Linked DNA regions of Mus musculus: all the other regions are linked to region 2. A link is a contact called in public Hi-C and promoter capture Hi-C data. All regions are on one chromosome and are shown on one strand. The core of a region is the stretch at or near the end of the contact, and the rest is flanking DNA. Distances in the headings are between cores, read along the strand shown.

Region 1 (2,700 bases), core at 88-2,587, 330 kb before region 2:
ATGATTCTGATGGGAAACCACATTTAGAAACCACTCGCTGCCCCAGGGTTAAAGGATTAGTAAGTTCAACTCAGTGACACATCACAAATGGATGTCCTCAAAACTTGCCTTGCTTCCTTGATCCCTGCCCCTTGTGTTCCTTAAGAAATAGGCCTTCCTCCAATGTCTCCAGGAAACACTATAGCTATTTATTGAATGATGCAAAACTATGTCAGTTTCAATCCCTGAAATCCATTCCTGTCCACCATTACCTGAAATGACAAGCCTGACAAATCCTATATGACAGACATTTTGGTATTTGACTTGAAGTGAAGTTGGACCTACACTGAAGGGCTCTTTTTCTCTCTCAGCATGAAACCATTTGAACTGAGCACAACCGATATCCTCACCGATACAGCATCCGGTCCTCCCCCAGAACTGCTTTCTTACCATCTGGTCAAAAGCAATTAACTGTTGAGCGAAAATTGCATCGTCGGACAGAACGTAATTAGTTCCAAGATCTGGCTCAGGGTGACCTGACTTGACCTAACCTGGAGCCGGCAAGGGCTCAAGCCTTCCACCGCTCTAGCGCTCTCTTCCCATCCACTCCAAGGACTGCAGAGGGAATTTCCTTTTGGCGCGGAGGGCAGTCGCTCCGAGGGACACCAGAGGATCTCGTCTGCAGTGTTGCTTCCACCACCAGGGACACGAGCTGGAGGTATCCTCACTTTCTCTACTTTGAGCTAAAGAAGCAGGGTTCCCTGGCTTCTTGGGGAATCCACCAAGATCAGTCGGCTAGCCCCAGTCTCTAGCTGAAGAGGAGCTTGCTCTCAGCCGGAGCGTGTGTCTCCTTGGCTTAGATCATGAAGCTGGACAGGGGTTCAGGGAATCCCACCTCACTGTCCTTGCCCTAGTGGATCTTTCCTACCACCCATGGGCCCGTCTTCCCCCACCCCCCTCGGTGGATCGCTTCCAGCGGCCACCTGCCTTCTTCCCACTGACCCCGGTCCCCTCACCCAGCATGATGGGGCTGAGCCGGCGGGCCAGGCCCTTGGACAGGTCGTACACGTAGAGCTTCACCGGATAGAGATTTGGCGGCTCCATCAGGACCCGTGGCGGCGGCCACGATGGCCCTCGGGCACCCGGCAGCGGCTTGGACCTTCCGGTACCCGACCGGGGTGGGGAGAAGAGGGAGCGGGGGACCGAGCCGGGGCCCGGCCTGAGGGCGGGGGAGAGGCGGCCCTGCGCTGCTCGCGCCCGGACACCCGCGACCGGCAACGACTACTGTGAGGTGACAGAGAGAGAGATCCCAGAGACTCCGCACGGAACAGGGGGCAGGGGCGGGGACGCACTTTCACGCATGTGCGTTCGGTGCTGACGGGTTTCGGGGGCGGAGCTTCAAGCGAGGGGCGGGGCTTTCTCTGGCCGCAAGCGTTCCAGTTTAGGGAACAGGGGGTGGAAGCGGGAAATGCGAGTGGGCGTGCCCGCTTGAAGGGTCGAAGGGCGTGTTGTGCGTGATGACGCAACGTCGCTGATTGGGCGAGAGACAAGGAGCCCGCGTGGACGTGGTGCCCACCTTCTGCTGTCCCAGTGGCTTGCCCGCCTGCGGTTAAGGTAGGTTCGCCGCACCACATGTGTTGGATGAGGCCTGCCTTGGTGGCTTGCTTGCACGCTTAGTGTCGCGCGACCCCTGGCCTCACCACGGAGCAGCGCTGTCGACCTGCAGGACCTGGGTCATGCTCCTTTCTCCCCAGAAGGCGGAACAGGACTGGTGGTTGAGCCAATCTCTAGCTGAAGGTTGGGGGAGAAATGAAGACGAATGTTTCAGCCAGAGCACCAAGTACCGTCCCAGTCCAGTTGGAGCTCGAGATAGGACCTTCAGTGCTGAGCCGCTATGTTATACCTCGCCCTCACCCCTAGCCATTTTGGTCCTGCAGCATCCTTAAGGGATAGCCAAGGGGAGGTTGTTGCAGCAATGACCCCATGCACATTTCTCTTGCCTCTCCAATGATATGGAGAGCTTTGGAGGAAGCAGGAGCCATCATTCACATTCTTTATTAGTGACCCGAGCATTTAGAACAGATCTAAAGAGAACCCAGAAGTCTGTCTGTCTGTCTCTCTTTTTTTTTCTGGTGTGTGTGGCATAGGTCCGGGTACACTGTAGGAAAGCGCATTACCACAGAGCTACCTGCCTTGGTTTTTTTTTTTTTTTTTTTTTTCATTTAAATTCATAACTTCTCTCACCTAGTGAGCAAACCAACATGTCAGAGTGGGAGTCCTACTACAAAACTGAGGGCGAGGAAGAGGAAGAGGAGGAGGAGAGCCCCGACACAGGTGGTAAGTGGCCTGTGTGGAAGATTTTCGCTGTGTACTTTTTTTTTTGCTGGGAGCACTTTATGTTGTCTGATATCCCTCCCTTTTCTCCTCAGATAATCTAAAATATTTTTTCTCCCTTTGAGTTTTACAGTTATTATTTAGATCCTATTTCACTCTATGAACATTCCTAACCCTATTTTCCTTTTTTTTTTTTTACTAACCACGATAGAGAATTTATTAATCTTCAATAAATGACTCTGTCCATGGTAATATTTGTCACTTTATTTTTTACATATTTTTGATTGTTTAAAAAAATCTACTTATTTTTATTTTATGTATGTGTGTACACCTCTGTACATGTCTGGTGCAAAAGGGAGCCAGAAGAGGGAGTCGGATCTCCTGCTA
Region 2 (2,700 bases), core at 133-2,632:
TTTTTCTTTAGCTCTAAGGTCAGATGGCTAGGTCTACAGAGCCAGAAACCAGGCCCGTCTGTCCCCTTTATATAGATGTAGTGACAGTGGCTGTGGCTCAATAGAGATGTATACCGTTCCCAAACAAAATTGGACTCTTCCTGACCTCCCTCCTTTCCCTATCTGGGGCCTTGGGCCAGCCTGACCCAAATCCAACAAGGCCTAAAGGCTGGATTTTGCCTCCAGGAGACTGAGTTCCATGGTTCCTCTGGTCAGGGCTATGTTTCTCAAGCCTGCTTGTAACCTCATAGCCAGCTGCCCTCACTGTACACACAGGTACCTTTGCTAAGTTTCTTGTCACAGTAGTTAGTGTTTGCTCTTTTAATAGTTTTGGTTTTTGGAGACCAAGTCTTTGTAGCCCACGCAGGTCTGGAACTCCTTAGCATGGCAATCTGCTGGGATTATAGATAGGAGTGCCACACCTCACTTGGTTTTGGTGTTTGTTTTGCAGCAGGACCTGGTGGAAGGCCTGTTAGCCTCCCCTCCCCCCTTCCCTTTATAACCAGAACGGTAAAGTTCCCCGGTTGGTAGCAAAGAGGTGGAGGAGGATCAGGAGTTCAAAAGCATCCTTGACAACACCGCGAGTTTTTTGGCTAGATTGGGCTATGTGTGAGACCCTCTCAGAAAGTTAATTTTGGTTATTACAATCAACGTGTTTACAAATGAAGAATCAGGAGCCTGAGTTGCAAAGCTGGTGTCTGAGGCTAACAATTGAGTCCAAGAACCTGGCTTGGTGGTATGACCTCCATCAGGCCAATCCGTCTATTTGTTTGTTCCCTAGATCTGTAGGGGAAGCCCGCTGTCCACTGCACCCATTGTACCAATGTCCACAGAAACCATGAGCTATTTATTGTTAACTTGATTTTTTTCGCCGCACTACGTAGCTCCGGCTGTCCTGGAACTTACTGGATTTGAACTCACAGAGATCCTCCTGCCTCTGCATCCCAAGTAGTGTAAGATTAAAGGTGTGCGCCACTTCGCCCAGCTTTTTGTTAACTTTTTGTTACCTTAAAAAAAAAAAAAAAATATATATATATATATATATATATATATATATAAATTCAGATACCAAGTAGAGTTTTTCATTACACATTCTGGTTCCTTAATTCAAGTCTTCCCGAGGTGAGGGGCGGGAACACCTACAAAGGGAGCCCTGGCGGCCCCGCCCTCTGGAGTCCGGGAGGGGCGTCCTTCTCCTGACGTCACTACGTCGTCCGGGCGCCGAGGACTTTCCCACCGGCATACGAATGCGTGCTCTGCGCAGGCGGGAGGGCGGTGCTTCCCGTGTGTGTCACGAGTCTCGCGAGTTTTGGAGAAAGTTTCTGCCAGAGGCCGCCTTGGATGCGTGGGGTGTGGCTCCCGGCGAGGGGCGGAGCTGGAGATGGCGTCCACGGCGGCTCGGCGGCTGGCCTGGGTTGCAGTTCGACCCGGGGCTCTCTGGAGCGGGCCGAGGGGGAGGAGAGGTGGCGATGTCTACACCGTACCGGGCAGCTCAGGTCTCAGCCAGGTACCGTCGAGGTCAGTCATCGTCACTCGCAGCGGCGCCATTTTGCCCAAGCCGGTGAAAGTGAGTGTCTGTCTTGAGGCGGGACGAAGGGATTGAGGCCGGTGATTGGGGGAGTGCATGTGACCTGTCCTGATTGACAGGCGCAGAGGCCAATCATAGTATTGGCATAGACTGGGGACCGGACATAGGACTCAATTTGTGCAGCTGGGTTTTGCTGACTTTGACAGGTGGAGGAAAATGTTTCCATAAAACTCACTGTTAAGCTGGGTTCCTGGACACAGAAGCTGGAAGGCAGCAGCGAAATGTGCAATTTCTTATCTTGAGGGACATAATGACCTATTTCTTCAGGGTCAGAAGAAAGGCTTTGTGTCGATTTATACAAGTCATGCAATCTCTGCCTCAAAGGTGATGGGATAAAACAATCCTGAGAGCTGGAGAGATGGCTCAGAGCTTAGGAACTCTGCTCTTCCAGAGGACCCAGGTTTAACTCCCATCACCACAGGACAGCTACAACTATCAGTAACTTCAAGATCTGACATCTTCGCATAGTCATACACGAGGAGGCAAAATACCAATGCACATAGAATAAATTACTGAAAGAGTGGGAAGGGAATGCGGAAGTAATATACTTAGTAAAAAGGAAATGAAGGAGAACGGATAGGGGGATGTGGGAGCAGGACCTTCTGTGCTGAGGAATGTGTAGGTTTTACAGATGAAGTCAGGGCAGAGCCCTGAAGCCAGCATCCAAAGCTAGGAGTTAGGTCTTGACAACCAGAGACCACATCCTGGTTTTTCCATACTTGAACTCTTGTCACTTGCCCTCGGTACCCCAAAGGAAAAATGGGAAGTCTCTTATACCAAAGGTGTGCTTTTTGACGGCATGGCCGTATGGAGTCGAAGGGAAAACAAAAGTCTTTAGAGCAAGCCTGAGCGGTAGCAGTTGACCCCAGTCAGGGTTCCAGCGAGAAGCAAAAATGTGCAGCTGCTGTATAAAAAGTCACAGCTAGGGGAAGCAGGAAGCTAATACCGGTGAAATCTCATTGGCATTCCTTCCGTCCATGTTGCCTTTGCGAGCTTTTAACATTAATTGTGAAGCAAGGTTGCTCAGCAGCAGGAGCCAGCTAAAAGAGAAGGAGGTGAGAGGCCCCATCAGT
Region 3 (2,700 bases), core at 69-2,568, 300 kb before region 2:
TGATGACTGACCAGCCTTGGTGTAGTGGCACACACCTGTAAGCCCAGCATTCTGGAGGCCGGCCAAGGCAGGGAGATCTCATGTCCAAAGCCAGAACTCGCCCGTCCTTAAGCGATGCATGTTTGTACTCCGCCTGCTACAAGCGACCCGTTGTCCCCACTTCCCAGCCTAGACAAACTGCTGCAGAGTTCACCAAGAGCACCGCACTTCAAAACTCTTCCCTGGTTCAACACTGGCTCAGCCACTCTCTCTCTCTCAAACTCTAGACTCGGTCAGTAGTTGCTAAACCTCAGGGGTGGGAGCACGAAAACAAAGCCGACCACCCAAGGGCTGGATGAAATCGCACCAGGCCTGAAAGGGCTCAGCCAAACGGAGCCCTGTACACCATCACAAAGTGGAGACGCTCAAACGCTATCATCCCACGTGGGGCTACCAGGACCACGGATTTCTGAAGGCGTCGGTCGCTCTCATGGTGGGAGCCTTTCCTGAGCTTCCTTCACATTCCATGTGACCCCAAATTTAAAAAAGGAGGCGAGGGTGGGGTGGTGGTGGTTACCTAGTCCGGAGGGCGCGATGGTACGCGCCTTTAATCCCAGCACTGGTGAGGCAGATCTCTTGAGAGCTCAAGGCCAGCTTAGTTTACAGAGTTCCAAGGCCAACCAGGGCTCCATGAGCCCCTAAAAACAAACTAAACCAAAAAGCGCCCCCGAATTCCCTAAGTCTTAGTTCCCGACAGACCCTGGCTGCGGACCCCACGGCGATCCCCTTCCTCAACCCCGGGAGTGGAGAAGACGTGGGTAGTGAGTGCCTCGCATCCCGGGATTTCACCTCATCCCCCAGTGTTTAAAAAGAAAAGAGAAAGAAAACGAGAAGGAGAACAGACGGGCTTCCACACGCGTTCACCATCCCACGTGGGGCGCTCATTTTCCCACGCTGCGCCATGCCTGTCCCCTCGCCGCGGCCTCTGGGCACGCCCACGGCTGCAAAGCCCACCGGGCCGCAGCGACCTGGGACCTCAGCTGCCCGGGATCTCCACTCCGCCGCCCCAGGAACGACCTCGCGGGCCGCCGGAGTTCCAGCCCCGGGCCTGGAGGTCGGCCATCTCGGGGCGGGCGACATGTCGCACGCGCTCCACCTCCCCCAAGACGCAGCGAACAGGGCCCGCGGCCCGCGCTCCCCGTGCTTGCGGCCCGCCGCGCTCACTCACCATGGCTGCGGTGCGCCGGTCTCGCCGCGACTCGACGACAGCCCAACTCAAGAGGGACTGAAACGCCGCGCAGGAAAAAGGAGCGGAAATCACTTCAGAAGCGGCAGGAAGCGGAAGTGACGCCACAGAGCGCGCGCAATGACGGCGTCCCGCCCCCTTCCCGGAAGAAGAGAGTGCTGAAGTCATCTTTGGATGTGGGAGATGCGTTTTTTCAGATTTTATTAGCGTTCTAGTTAGGATCGGCAAAAGATTGTGAATAAACCACTCGGGAAGTGGCACACTAGTACAACGGGTTGTGAGGGTTGCCATTTCATAACCAGGCTTTTTTTTTTTTTTCGAGACAGGGTTTCTCTGTGCAGCCCTGGCTGTCCTGGAACTCGCTTTGTAGACCAGGCTGCCCTCGAACTCAGAAATCCACCTGCCTCTGCCTCCCAAGTGCAGGGATTAAAGGCATGCGCCACCACGCCAGGCTTTTTTTTTTTTTTTTTTTTTTTTTTTTTTTCTGAGTACATAGTGTACCCTTTTCAAAACCATCCTCTCAGGCGGAGGTTGATTTCTACAATTAGCTGGAATAATGCAGTGGTTGTGAGTCTCTTGGGGAGTGTGTGTCAAAAGACCCTTTCCCAGGGGCCGCCGAAGACCATCGGAAGACACGATTCATAACAGTAGCAAGATTACAGTTATGAAGTAGCAACGAAAGTAATTTTATGGTTGGGGGTCACCACAACATGAACTGTATTAAAGAGCTGCAGCAATGGGTAGGTCAAGAGCCATTGGACTAGGGGGCTAGTTAGTGAATGACAGGGAGGTTGTGTTTGGAGTAATTATGTAGGACACCTGCTTCCTTCTTCTGAGCATCTTGCCCCTTTCTTAGTGATGCACCAAAACTTCGTTATGAAAGGATAAACTCAAGTCTAGCGCTCCCTCCCATGAGCTCTTCCGTGATCCTCGTGGCTTCTCAGTCTTTTCCAACATGATGCCAAACACATCTTGGGGCTATTTGGATCTAGCCCAGACCCCACCATTAGAGCCAATTTCAGCTCATTGTGTCACAACTGTAGAGCTGAGAACTGGGAGGACCTTTAAGAGCCTTACAAAATAGTTCCTCATTTTTACAGATGAGAACAAAGTGTAAAGAAGGGAAGCCTGCCCACTGTCAGGAATCAAACAGTGGCAAAGCTAAAACCGGACCTTGAGATTTTTAGCATTGGGGGTCAGGCAACCACATGGATTCAAACTGCCAACAGGAGGGAACATTTCTAGAGACTGGCGAGATGCCTCCCTGGTTCAGCACACTGGCTGCTCTTCTATAGGATATGGGTTCAATTCCCAACACCCACATGGCAACTGACAACACTTGTGACTCCAGTTACAGAAAGATTCAACTGCCTCTTCTAGCATCCATGGGCACTGTGATGCACAGACTTGCATGCAGGCAAACAATCACACATAAGAGACACTTTTTAAGAATATTGATCAGGGCAATGGTGGCG

What was found. A called contact is a pair of places that touch in the nucleus more often than the background predicts. Capture Hi-C pulls out chosen DNA fragments and counts their contacts.
Region 1: a Hi-C map of neutrophils shows a contact between it and region 2, with 4 times the contacts expected there. The contact joins the promoter of Desi1 here to the promoter of Smdt1 in region 2. A contact is called at or near these places in 1 of 39 promoter capture datasets (erythroid cells), 2 of 484 Hi-C or Micro-C datasets (the N1E-115 cell line and neutrophils), 2 of 115 datasets of contacts at active chromatin or transcription factors (bone marrow-derived macrophages and memory CD8 T cells) and 2 of 9 other capture datasets (adipose tissue and liver).
Region 3: a contact with region 2 is called in a promoter capture Hi-C map of pancreatic islet. The contact joins the promoter of Snu13 here to the promoter of Smdt1 in region 2. A contact is called at or near these places in 4 of 39 promoter capture datasets (fetal liver, liver, neural stem cells and 1 more), 15 of 484 Hi-C or Micro-C datasets (CD4 T cells, CD8 T cells, the G1E-ER4 cell line and 12 more), 6 of 115 datasets of contacts at active chromatin or transcription factors (the 230-238 cell line, embryonic stem cells, memory CD8 T cells and 1 more) and 3 of 9 other capture datasets (adipose tissue, liver and pancreatic islet).

What each region holds. Positions count from the first base shown.
Region 1 is chr15:82,014,883-82,017,582 of GRCm38.p6, forward strand. Desi1 (desumoylating isopeptidase 1) reads right to left here and starts at 1,338. Exons shown (of 6, transcript NM_134095.3): 1 at 996-1,338. The coding sequence starts at 1,083. Xrcc6 (X-ray repair complementing defective repair in Chinese hamster cells 6) reads left to right here and starts at 1,487. Exons shown (of 13, transcript NM_010247.2): 1 at 1,487-1,593; 2 at 2,228-2,316. The coding sequence starts at 2,241.
Region 2 is chr15:82,344,664-82,347,363 of GRCm38.p6, forward strand. Smdt1 (single-pass membrane protein with aspartate rich tail 1) reads left to right here and starts at 1,383. Exons shown (of 3, transcript NM_026914.1): 1 at 1,383-1,606. The coding sequence starts at 1,421. It overlaps Pheta2 (PH domain containing endocytic trafficking adaptor 2), which reads left to right. Exons shown (of 2, transcript NM_177391.4): 2 at 1-1,047.
Region 3 is chr15:82,046,280-82,048,979 of GRCm38.p6, forward strand. It overlaps Snu13 (SNU13 homolog, small nuclear ribonucleoprotein (U4/U6.U5)), which reads right to left and starts at 1,319. Exons shown (of 3, transcript NM_011482.4): 1 at 1,208-1,319. The coding sequence starts at 1,210.